Linked DNA regions of Rattus norvegicus: region 2 is linked to region 1. Evidence: chromatin contacts called from public Hi-C data. All regions are on one chromosome and are shown on one strand. Each heading gives the region's core, a stretch centred on a gene start, on an enhancer-like site or on the middle of the called end of the contact. The rest is flanking DNA. Distances are from core to core; before and after follow the strand shown.

What was found. A called contact is a pair of places that touch in the nucleus more often than the background predicts.
Region 2: a contact with region 1 is called in a Hi-C map of liver, with 3 times the contacts expected there. The contact joins the promoter of Sfxn5 here to the enhancer-like site in region 1. A contact is called at or near these places in 6 of 12 Hi-C or Micro-C datasets (the A7r5 cell line, the Rat2 cell line, Schwann cells and 2 more).

What each region holds. Positions count from the first base shown.
Region 1 is chr4:119,356,324-119,361,527 of GRCr8, forward strand. The region is part of intron 9 of Sfxn5 (sideroflexin 5); the gene reads right to left. Among named protein-coding and RNA genes, the nearest start is that of Sfxn5, 68 kb to the right of the region's middle. Within about 2 kb of position 1,623, at least 10 of the 93 cell types and tissues checked have an H3K27ac peak or open chromatin away from gene starts, as enhancers often do. A contact at or near this core is called in hepatocytes and liver, where this site is marked.
Region 2 is chr4:119,425,469-119,430,268 of GRCr8, forward strand. It overlaps Sfxn5 (sideroflexin 5), which reads right to left and starts at 1,779. Exons shown (of 14, transcript NM_153298.1): 1 at 1,635-1,779. The coding sequence starts at 1,742. It overlaps Rab11fip5 (RAB11 family interacting protein 5), which reads right to left. Exons shown (of 5, transcript NM_001399548.1): 5 at 3,298-4,800.

The DNA of each region.
Region 1 (5,204 bases), core at 373-2,872:
AGCAAAAGGTTGGGGTTGGAGAGATGGCTCAGTGGTTAAGAACACCCTACTGCTCTTCCAGAGGTCCTGAGTTCAAATCCCAGCAACCACATGGTGGCTCACAACCATCTGTAATGGGATCTGATGCCCTCTTCTGGTGTGTCTGAAGACAGCTACAGTGTACTTACATATAATAAATGAATAAATCTTTAATAAAAAAAAAAAAAAAAGCAAAAGGTCCTGAAGAGACTTCTGGATCTTCCTGGCAGGAGCGACTCTAGGCCACAGCTAAGCCACGGGAGCCTCAGCTACTTGTCAAGTTCCCAGGCATCCCCACTGTAGTTCTGTCTCTGCTGTACTCACCCCTATGACCTCACTCCCTACCGACTTGTAGGCTCCTCCCACGAGCCAGCTCTCCCCACTCCCACTCCAGGGCCTCTGAGCACGGTTCCTGTCAAGCCTCACCCTCAACCTAAATATCAGATCGCCTCTCTGTCTCCAGGTGTGTGCGTGTGTGTGTGTGTGTGTGTATGAGTGTCTGTGGAAGCCAGAGGAGGGCTTTGGAGTTAGAGTTACAAAAAGTTGTAAACTGCCCCAAAGTGGGAATCAAACTCTGGTCCTCTACAAGAACAGCGTGTGCTCTTAACCAGGGAGCCAATTCTCCAACCCCACACGCTTTTTATGTGAGCTATAAAACCGAGCTCAAGCTTTCAAGCTTGCAAAGCAAGCACTTTCACCACCTGAGCTATCCCCCAGCCCAAGGCCAGAGCTTTCATCCATGCATCTACCAGTCTCTAAGTACATATGTGTTTGCCCTTTTACACATCTCTGAATTAAAATAATACATGCATCTGATAACTGAAAAAAAGAAACAAAAAACGAAAAAAACCCATCGCCCCAGCAGACACTTAGTACCAGAGCCCAGGGCTTGTTCCTCTTGCCCACCCACTGAATTCTCAGTTTGTGGTAAAATGAGTCTGGACTTAGTGGTGCTTCTAGAATAAATCAGAGTGAAAGCTGTCTGAGGTATGAAGGCAAACAAAAGCCTTCCAAACCACTGCATCTGGCTTTGCAAACGCTGTGCTTGCCCGGTCTGTGGGCTACCTGGGCTGCTCATTTATACTCAACTAGGGGAGGAGGCCCCAGAGTCACCAAAGCGCCAAAGCACACCTGACTGAACCATGGAAGTGAGTGGGAGGTAGCTGGGTGTGGGGAGAGGGGGAGGACGGCTCTGCCGAGACACAGACGTAACAATGTTGGGTTGTCGGCAAGGTTCTGTGAACTCTGCGGCACTGGCCAGTGGACTCTAAGTAGTTCTGAAGAACAATGGAGGAGGAGGCAGACAGGCAGGAGAGATGGCACGAGATCAGACCTTACACTTCTCTGGGTGACTGGACAGTAATGTGCCCAAATGTGCTGCATTTTCGTGGGTCCCAGAAGGCAGAGCGTGGGTCAGGAAATCACTGAAGTACCACCAATACCCACCAGAGGGCACAGCTTTGTAAACTAAACCTGGCTACCAAGTGGAGGTCAAATGTCTTCCAGCCACAGCCAGCCAGTTGCTTGGCAATGAGCTCAGGGGCAAGAGAGCAAAGGTGAACGGGAGAGTTAGTCAACAGCCTCGCTCCTGTCAGCTCCAGCTGAGGCTGAGGCATTGATCTGCTCGGCCAGCGGTCAGGCCTAAGGCCTGTCATGTGTTTGATAGGGACAGTGTGCTGGCTGCAAGGAAACCAATTACATTAGACCCTCTTCCTTCCAAGAATGGACGCAGGGCTGCTACTGGGGTCCGATTGGCCACTGCACTGCCATGTGCAGGCTTCTGGAACACTTCAAATTCAGCTGCTGGGTCTCTGCCATGGCCCCTCCAACCCAGAAGTCATCTAAAGGGAAAGTAACCTGACCATCGCCTGGACCGGGGTGCCAGGGTAGCGGGAGGAGAACGGAAGGGCCTGGCTATGCCCTTGCTGAACAGTCAGCCTGATCTTGTCTTACAGGAGGTGGTGTGCGCTCTGGATCACAATACTGACTTAATGTTGGCCAGAAGACAGAGGTCCAGAAACCAAGGATGAAGGTCATGGTTGATCTAAGAGCTACTGCTAATTGCCATTGTTCTTGGGATGCCTGAGGGGGCACCTGCCTACTATGGGAACAGTAACATTTTCTCTGATCTAGAAGCTAAAACAGTGCTTGGTTTTTCCCATCTCAGTAAGGAGTATGATGATAAAAGGACCGTTGTTAATAAAAGTGTGCAAGTAAGCCTGGGCTGCGGTGCACAGGCTCTGCCCTTGGCTTCAGTCTGTGCTCAATTTCCCCATCTGTAAAATGGGGCTGAACTAGCACAGTGCCAGCTCTCTGTAAGGATTGGCCATTGGGTGGCTGTTTACTAATCTGACCATCAGGGGCATGTGGAGTTGCCAGCAAGCAATGAGAACCAGAAGGCTTCCTGGGTCTCTCCCTGCAGACAAATGCTGCAACCAACAAGGAAAGGACCACCAGGGGAAAGGGGGTCTACAGTGATTCTGAAGGAAAGGCCACTGCAGCTAAGGCTTAGCTGAGACGCCTGCGACAGGACGTGAATGCATCTCTTATCAGGCTCCGCCAACCTACCCCTGACCAGTCACACAAGACGTCAGCCCTGAGCCTTCCTCCCCAACCCCGGGTCCATCAACACCCAGGAGCCGGTGGTCAGTGGACTGCATCTGCCACCTCCTATTTCTGCCTAAGACCCTGCAATGCCCAGTCTGGGATTCCTGGTGTGGCATCCGCGGCCCCTGATGACCTCTGCTATCCCCCACCGTCACCATCAGCATTACTCTCTCCATGACACACTTCTGACATGGTCCAGAATCTGATCCCATCTTTCTGCATGCCTCTGTATCTTCTCTACCCTCTCTCTGGGACATCCAGCCCTGCCTTCTGTTGGCTTTCTCCATCTGTCCCATGTATCAGCCCTGTGGCTGAGTTAGACACCTCGGGGTCAGCACCACCATGGCTCTCCCTGCCTCGATGCTCTCCGCTCGCCCTCCCAGCATCCTGAAAGCTATATCAAGCTACAGCCCAGGCTCCTGCAGTGTCTGGCCCCTCACAGACCTTGCAGAAGGAGTCAGGAGCCTGCCTGATCTCTCCCTTCACAGAGACAGTGATGGCCAGCCCAGAAGCTTCCACACGAACTCCAGAACAAAAACACAAAGAAGACAGAGAGAGGTTTCCTTTGTTAAAAGACAGCAAACTGTTAGGTTTTCAAAAATAACTTAAGACGGGATTTCTTTTTTATTCTAAAGCAAGAGCCCCAGACATTGCCAAGTCTATTTAGGGGGGCCCAGAGAGGCTTCTCACCCCAACAATCCTGGGCCCAGCATGAGGCTTCATTTGGGGGAATGCCTGATTGGTGAGGGGGCGCTGGTGGCCAAGGCCAAGGGTTCTTCTGAAAGAGAGACAGGGCCCTGCAGACCCCACAGAGGAGGCTGCACCTCAGCTCAGCTTAGTCTGTGGGACCGGCTCTCAGCCCGTCAGGCGCCATCTAACCACCTGCTTGTAGGGACTCGTTTTAATTAATGCCAGAACTGGGCCAACCACTGGGGCCGTGACACTTGTTTGCAGGTCATCTGCTCCTAACAGGCTCGCCCTGGGAGGGGATTTGTCTCTAATTGAAGCCGAAATCAGTTAATGAGGCCGCAGGGCCTGGGGTTCCACAGAACAAGGGAGAGGGAAATAAAATCAAGCCTCTGTGGTTGGCAGTTTTGTGATTTATACACACAAAAGAGAAGAAAGCAAGCTGCCGATTTTCCAAGTCAGGAACTCCACTCCATCTGCCCCTCGCTGTATGAAGTCGGCAGGCAGAAGGGCATGCCTCTGCTAAGGCTCAGGCTCCCGGAGAGGACAGGAGGGGCCTCTCAAGGCCAGCGATCAATCAGCAGCCTAATTAATAGGTATTTATGGCACAGGGCTCTATGGTTCCCTCTGTGGGGTACGAGACAGATGCCTGTCCCTAGCTAACTTGTAATCCAACTGGGGACAATGAGAGGACGAGGTGTGGGAAGAACAAGAATTTTCTGGGACTTAGGTCAAGGAAAGTCTCCTCTGGGAGGATCTGGAACCAAGCAAAGAAGAGGAGGCAGAAGGTGTCTCCACAGTGCAAGCCCCAGGTTCCAAGAAACTGCTGGGTTCTGTGTTCCTCCGCCAACCAGTCGGAGTGAGGTACCTGCCTGGAAAGTGTTGGGGTGGGAGTCAGAGAGGCCAGAGTTTTCATAAGTTGAATTCCTGAACCACATGTTCAGTGGGAAGGTACCAGGGCCGTGACCTCTTCACTCAAACCCTTCTGTGTGCTGCCCCCTCCTCCCAGGTTCTCCTACATCATCAGAGCATCTGGAAGAAGGGAGAGGCTGTTGAAGCAGCTGAGCCGGGGGTGGGGGGGCTCTAAACTCCTCTTGCTTTACAGAGGAGGAGGGTGGCGAGGGAGCCCTCTCCCCTCTCAGGAGCCCAGACCTCAGCCCAGCAGAGTCAGGCTGCCCCAATTTATCTGACTCCCAAGCCAAGTTCCATTCAGGGTTGCGAGTCTACGGGGCAGATTGGCAGTTTCTCCACAGCGAGCCGTCTATACAGGTCTGGCTGCATATGGCTTCTAACTGGCAGCAAGGCATTCAGGGAATGAACAGGATCCCAGGCACAAAACGGGATGCCCCACTTTCACTTGGAGGTGGCGTGGTCTACGTGCGAGTAAAATAAAAGGGGCTGCTTGAGGACAGCCCCGAAGCTCTACTTCAGAGGAACAGCAACAGCGATGACTGGGTCGGATGAAAGGCTTATCACAGTGTGTACAACGACTGCTGTGACAAAGAGATACGGACGGGGTGTTATCGAAAGATTCGGACATGTGAATTCTTTCATTGTGTTGAGTTTTCTTTCTTCTCAAATTTTTTTGAAAATGGTGTGTGTGTGTGTGTGTGTGTGTGTGTGTGTGTGTGTGTTGCCTGCACATGTGTACTATGTATATGTGGTACCTGCAGAGGCCAGAAGAGGGCGTCAGATCCCCTGGAACTGGAGTTATAGATAATTGTGAGCCACCACATGGGCACTGGGAACCAAACCCAGGTCCTATGGAAGAGCAGTCAATGCTTTTGACTATCAAGCCATTGTTTTTTGGTTTTCTTTTTCGTTTGTTTGTTTGTTTGTTTTGTTTTTTAGAGACAGGGTCCCATGTAGCCCAGGCCGACCTCAAACTCACC
Region 2 (4,800 bases), core at 529-3,028, 69 kb after region 1:
AAGCCCAGAGCAGAAAGCCAACACAAGGTACTCAGTAAATGTTGGGTAGATGGATGATGACCCAAGCACTATCCAGATACCAGACACCAGACCTGGGAGAAAGAATCCCTTACTCAGGTCGTGTTATTAAAAGCCCAATTGCCTCGGGGTAAGATTAACCCCTTTTACCAGGAAAAGGACCAAGGGAATACTTTAAAAAAGTAATCTGCATCTGCAAGGTTACCACTTGGGGTACAGAGGGGAGTTTGGCGTTCTGATAGGACCACTGGGGTAGTGGTTCCAAAGACAGCAAGTGCTTCCTAGTCGGGAGTGCAGGCTTACTTAAAGATGAGTAGAACGGGTGGGGGGGGGGACAAATAAAGGTTCACTCAAGGTTAGACACAAGCACCCCTGACAGCGTCTCAGTAGGTGGCAGTTTTCACTAGCTGGGACATTAAATCTCTCCAGATTCTTCCATGCTGAGACAGTCTATTTTTAAAAGAAACCAAGTCCCATTTAAAAACTCTAGGGATGTAGTTTCAGAAAGCTCAGCTCGACGAAGTCGTGGGGGGGGGGGGGCACACACGACTGAATTCGAACCCATTCTCGCCTCTACGCCCAGCCACATCCCATCTTTGTAGTAGCGTTTCCTTTCTTCCTTCAAAGTTTTCTCTAACGCATCTGCTGCCCCCACTCCTGGCAAGCCCAGGGTCACTTTAGCTTTGGAGTCAGAGGGTCTGCGGTGTTGTAACTAAGCCCCCCAGGCTCCTGGCTCACAGACCTGGACCTGCGGTTCCAAGGCCGAGTTAGTGATACTCTGCGAGGTTTTGGGGTTTGTGTGGTACCCCAGGCGAGGTTAATCATAGTCATGGTGCACCCTGAGGAGCCCAAGCCTAAGGTATGGATGGGGGCCAGAGCTGAGCAGCGCGTGTAGGACTGGGGCGCGCTTGGGACCCTTGGGAGGAGCGCGGCAGCTCCGGAGAATGACACAGCGTTTCCCCGCACCCGGCTCTCCCCGCGTTGTCCCAGCCGCATCCCCGCAGAGCGCACTAGCTGGCCCGCTGGTCTCATCACTGAAGCCCCGGCCCCGGGATAGAGATCAGGTCGCTATACCGGTGCACGCGGTCCCATCCTAGGGCACACGCAGCACCTTGCTGGAGGTTGAGAAGCCAGAGCATGACCGTGGGGCGTGACCAGGGAGTTTTGCCCCGAGACTGTCCCGCAGCTCATAAGGAAGGTCAGTTCCACTCGGGGAGAAGTTGAGAAGCGTACGGGCCATACCACCGGCCCATGCTGCACAAGACTGGAACTTTGCGCCTAGGGCGCATTTGCCAGAGTGACCCTTCAGAACCGCTCGGACCCGGGACCGCGACCCGCGTGGCCAATCACCGCGCGACTCGGACGGGGGCTGTGCCATGGCACGGGCATCCGCGGAGTGACTGTGTCACCCGCCAATAGGAAACAAGAGAGGGAGACCTCGCCCATCCGGTTGCCCAATAGGAAAGGAGCGGCTTCAGCCAAGGTCCCCACACTAGCTGCAGGCTCTGGTGGCCGTGGGTTGGAGACCCTCGGGCTGAAGTGACTTTGCAAGAGATTTGGCTCGGTGCCCTCCCCTGTGTCTCCCTCCCACCCGCAGGCCGATGCCTGAGTCTCACCTGCTGGAAGCGGGGCTTGCCCAGCTGGAAAGGGGGAGCATCGGAGGAGGCATTCGAGGCACTGGCCGCCGCGGACGCCGCCGAGGCTGTGGTCGCTGTATCCGCCATGGTCACTGACGCCCGCAATCTCCAGCCCTTTTAAAATGTCCCTCCTCGGCCCCCGCCACAGTTGCCTCTCCCGATTGGCCGTGAGCAACCGCAGCGAACCGGGCGCGCAGGGCCTTCTGGGGAGTGTAGTTTTCCTCTGCTCCGAGCCTGACAACCCCAAACTGCGGAGAGTTGCACCCACGCAGACCTGGTCTCGTTTCCCACCGCCAAAGCAGCAGGCGTCCGCGGTCCTGGGAATGTATGCAAATGCATGTGCGGGTGTACATGCAAACCTGAGTCTTAGGACAAGGAACCCCTACAAACGCGGGCACGACCCGGGATCAGACAAGCAAGGACTCCAGGCAGAGTGGGGTTAATTCGGACGGCCTTCAGCAAGGAGTCGCACTGCGGGATTTTCCTACAGTTTCTTCTATCAAAACCCTGCCTCCAGCCATTCCGCCACTCTCTGAAACGAGCCATGCTCAAGCTACTGTGACCCTTTTACAGTCTATTCATTTTTATCGCGGCCTGAGGCGGTTCTTTTTCTAAGTTCCTCATAAATGTTCATCGATTCAGTCATCATACTACCATAAAGATCCGCTTCCGGATTCTGTACCACGCGGAACTCTCTTTTGCCTCGTTGCATGTAGCTCAGGCTAGCCTGGAACTATGTAGCACAGGCTGGCCTCAAACTTGTGATCCTTTTTCCTCTGCCTTCCAAATTCCAGGATTACAGATGCCAGCTAGCAGACAAACTATGGACTTAAATATATTTGTTTCCTACTGTGTGGGGAGGGGGCGGTGGCTCACATAAATAAATCTTCAGTTCAGATTTAGTGTGAAGAGAGCTTACACTAGGCACTCAAATGTATTGGATGAGTTAAATATCCAGAGCTTAAGCATCCTGAGACCCTACTTCTTTTGGCCTAAGCAGGTTCTCTCCAAGACTAATTACCAAGGACTAGCAACAGGGGTGCACCAGGAGCTGCAGAGAGCACCAGGGTAATAAACACACACCCCCTGCAGAATGGCACCCAATGGCAACTGCAGCCCCAGCTCAGTGATGTGGTTATGAGCCACACTGGGCATGAAGGGTGGGGAGATGTTGGTTTCACTGAGGACATAACTCCTTGGCTCTAGGGAAGCCTCTGTCTCCTGATGAGATTCAGAGGTAACTTGGGGTTGTCCTCTTGTCCTTCTAAACATTGCATGAGCCATTGGTGGCCCAAGTGCTTATCCACTCGCTGATAGCTGAGCCATATGGAACAGGACTCACAGATGGACCTAAGAACAGGTCTTATTTTTGCTTTGTATCTTGCCTTTCCTTACTGAACTCAGTAGCTTCAGAACTGAAATCACAGACCGTGCCCTTTCTCCACACTTCCCTACTAGCCCCAGCACTCACTATGCCAGTGACCTGTGCCTGGTGAACACATGCACCCTAGACACACCAGGCCCTAAGGCAGTGCTGCCTGTGATCTCAGGGCAGTAGCGCTCTGTCACCTAAGACCCACACTGCCCTCTCCCACAGGCAGTCTCCTTCACCCGCTCATTTCAAGACAGAAACACACCAAGCTGGCTGTGGTACACGAACCTTTTATTCTTCATAAAGTCCTCAAAACATGAAGAACAAGCTCTTTATAGACAGCAGTTTCAACTAGGAAGACAAAAGGCAGGGCAGAGCTGTGCCTGCTCACTGCCTGTCTGGCTGCACTCTGCAGTGTGTGGTAAGGAGCAGACACATGAGCAAAACCCTGGCCTCAGTTCAGGACTCCTCTGGGAGACACCCCTACCCTGGCCATGTAAGGAAGCCAAACAGCAGGAATGGATGAAAGACAAAAGACAGGGCTGGGACCAATTAAAGCCCAGAGGAATTCCTAGCAGAGGGACTCAATTCCTCAAGAGACACCTCCAACACCCATGACTGCCTCCACCCCAATATTCTGGGAACTGGTGATGACTTTCCTCTTCTCTGAGTTGACCTATAGTTGGTAACTGTGCTGTGGTGGACCCCATTGTGGAGTTCATCTGCTCCATGCTGGCAGAAGACTGACGTCATCCACAGAGACTATTCTGAGGTGTTCTGGGTTAAGAGATACTGGAAAGAAGTTACTACCTCTCCACTGGGCCAAGAGCATCTTCTGTCAGCATTTCACCTGCTTCACTCATACCACATACCACATGCACAGCCACCAAGGACCCCCAGATGTCATGGGGAAAACGGTTGTATTCACAAGCAAACTAGAAACTGGACCACAGGGCAGATACTTGACTTTAAAATGCACTTCAGCCAAGCCAGGCAAGGCAGGGGTGAGCAGGATTGGTGAGCAGGAGGGCTGTACAGCAGGGACAGAGCAGCTGGAAAGCCACAAGGCCTTTTCCTAAGTACAGGTGTCTCCTAAGGCAGAGGGAAGCCTCCTACTTTCAGACAAGCCCACTGGCCCAGCACAACTGGGACCCAACGCCAGGCACAATAAGGTGCTGGATAGCCCTGGACCTACTGTGCATTAGATTTTATCCTGGGATGCTCCAAATAAGGGTCAGGGGAGGAGCAGAAAGTAGGAGGGAGGCTTAGGAGGTGGCAGCAGATTGGCCAGAGCCTTAGCTGAGGTACTTCTCAGGGTAGCAAAAAAGCCTGGTCCACATCCCCCTTTCAGGACCCTAACAGCCATTTCCATGTGCTCAATAGGGAGGAGACACCATGACCAGAGAGACATGTACATCCAGGGGCTCTTGTCCTCACCCATAAAAGGCACATTTTGATTGGTTCCACACGTTCTGAGTCTGCAGCAGCACAGTTTTGGCATGACACGTGGTAACAACAGGCACAGAAGCCTGGTCCACAAAACATGAGCAGCAGCCTGAAACCCCAACCCAGAGGGAGGGTCTCATGTTAGGGAGGTAGGGAGGACCTCAGGAGCAAGGAGGCCTTCTCCCTGTGCCTAGCCCCACCTCCGGCCGCTACTGGGACATGGAGTGGAAGGGTCTGAAGAGGGGCAGGGCAGCTGAAGAACACACAGGCAAATACCACCATCACCGTCACCACCACCATCACCCTGCTTAGATGTTCCACACACAG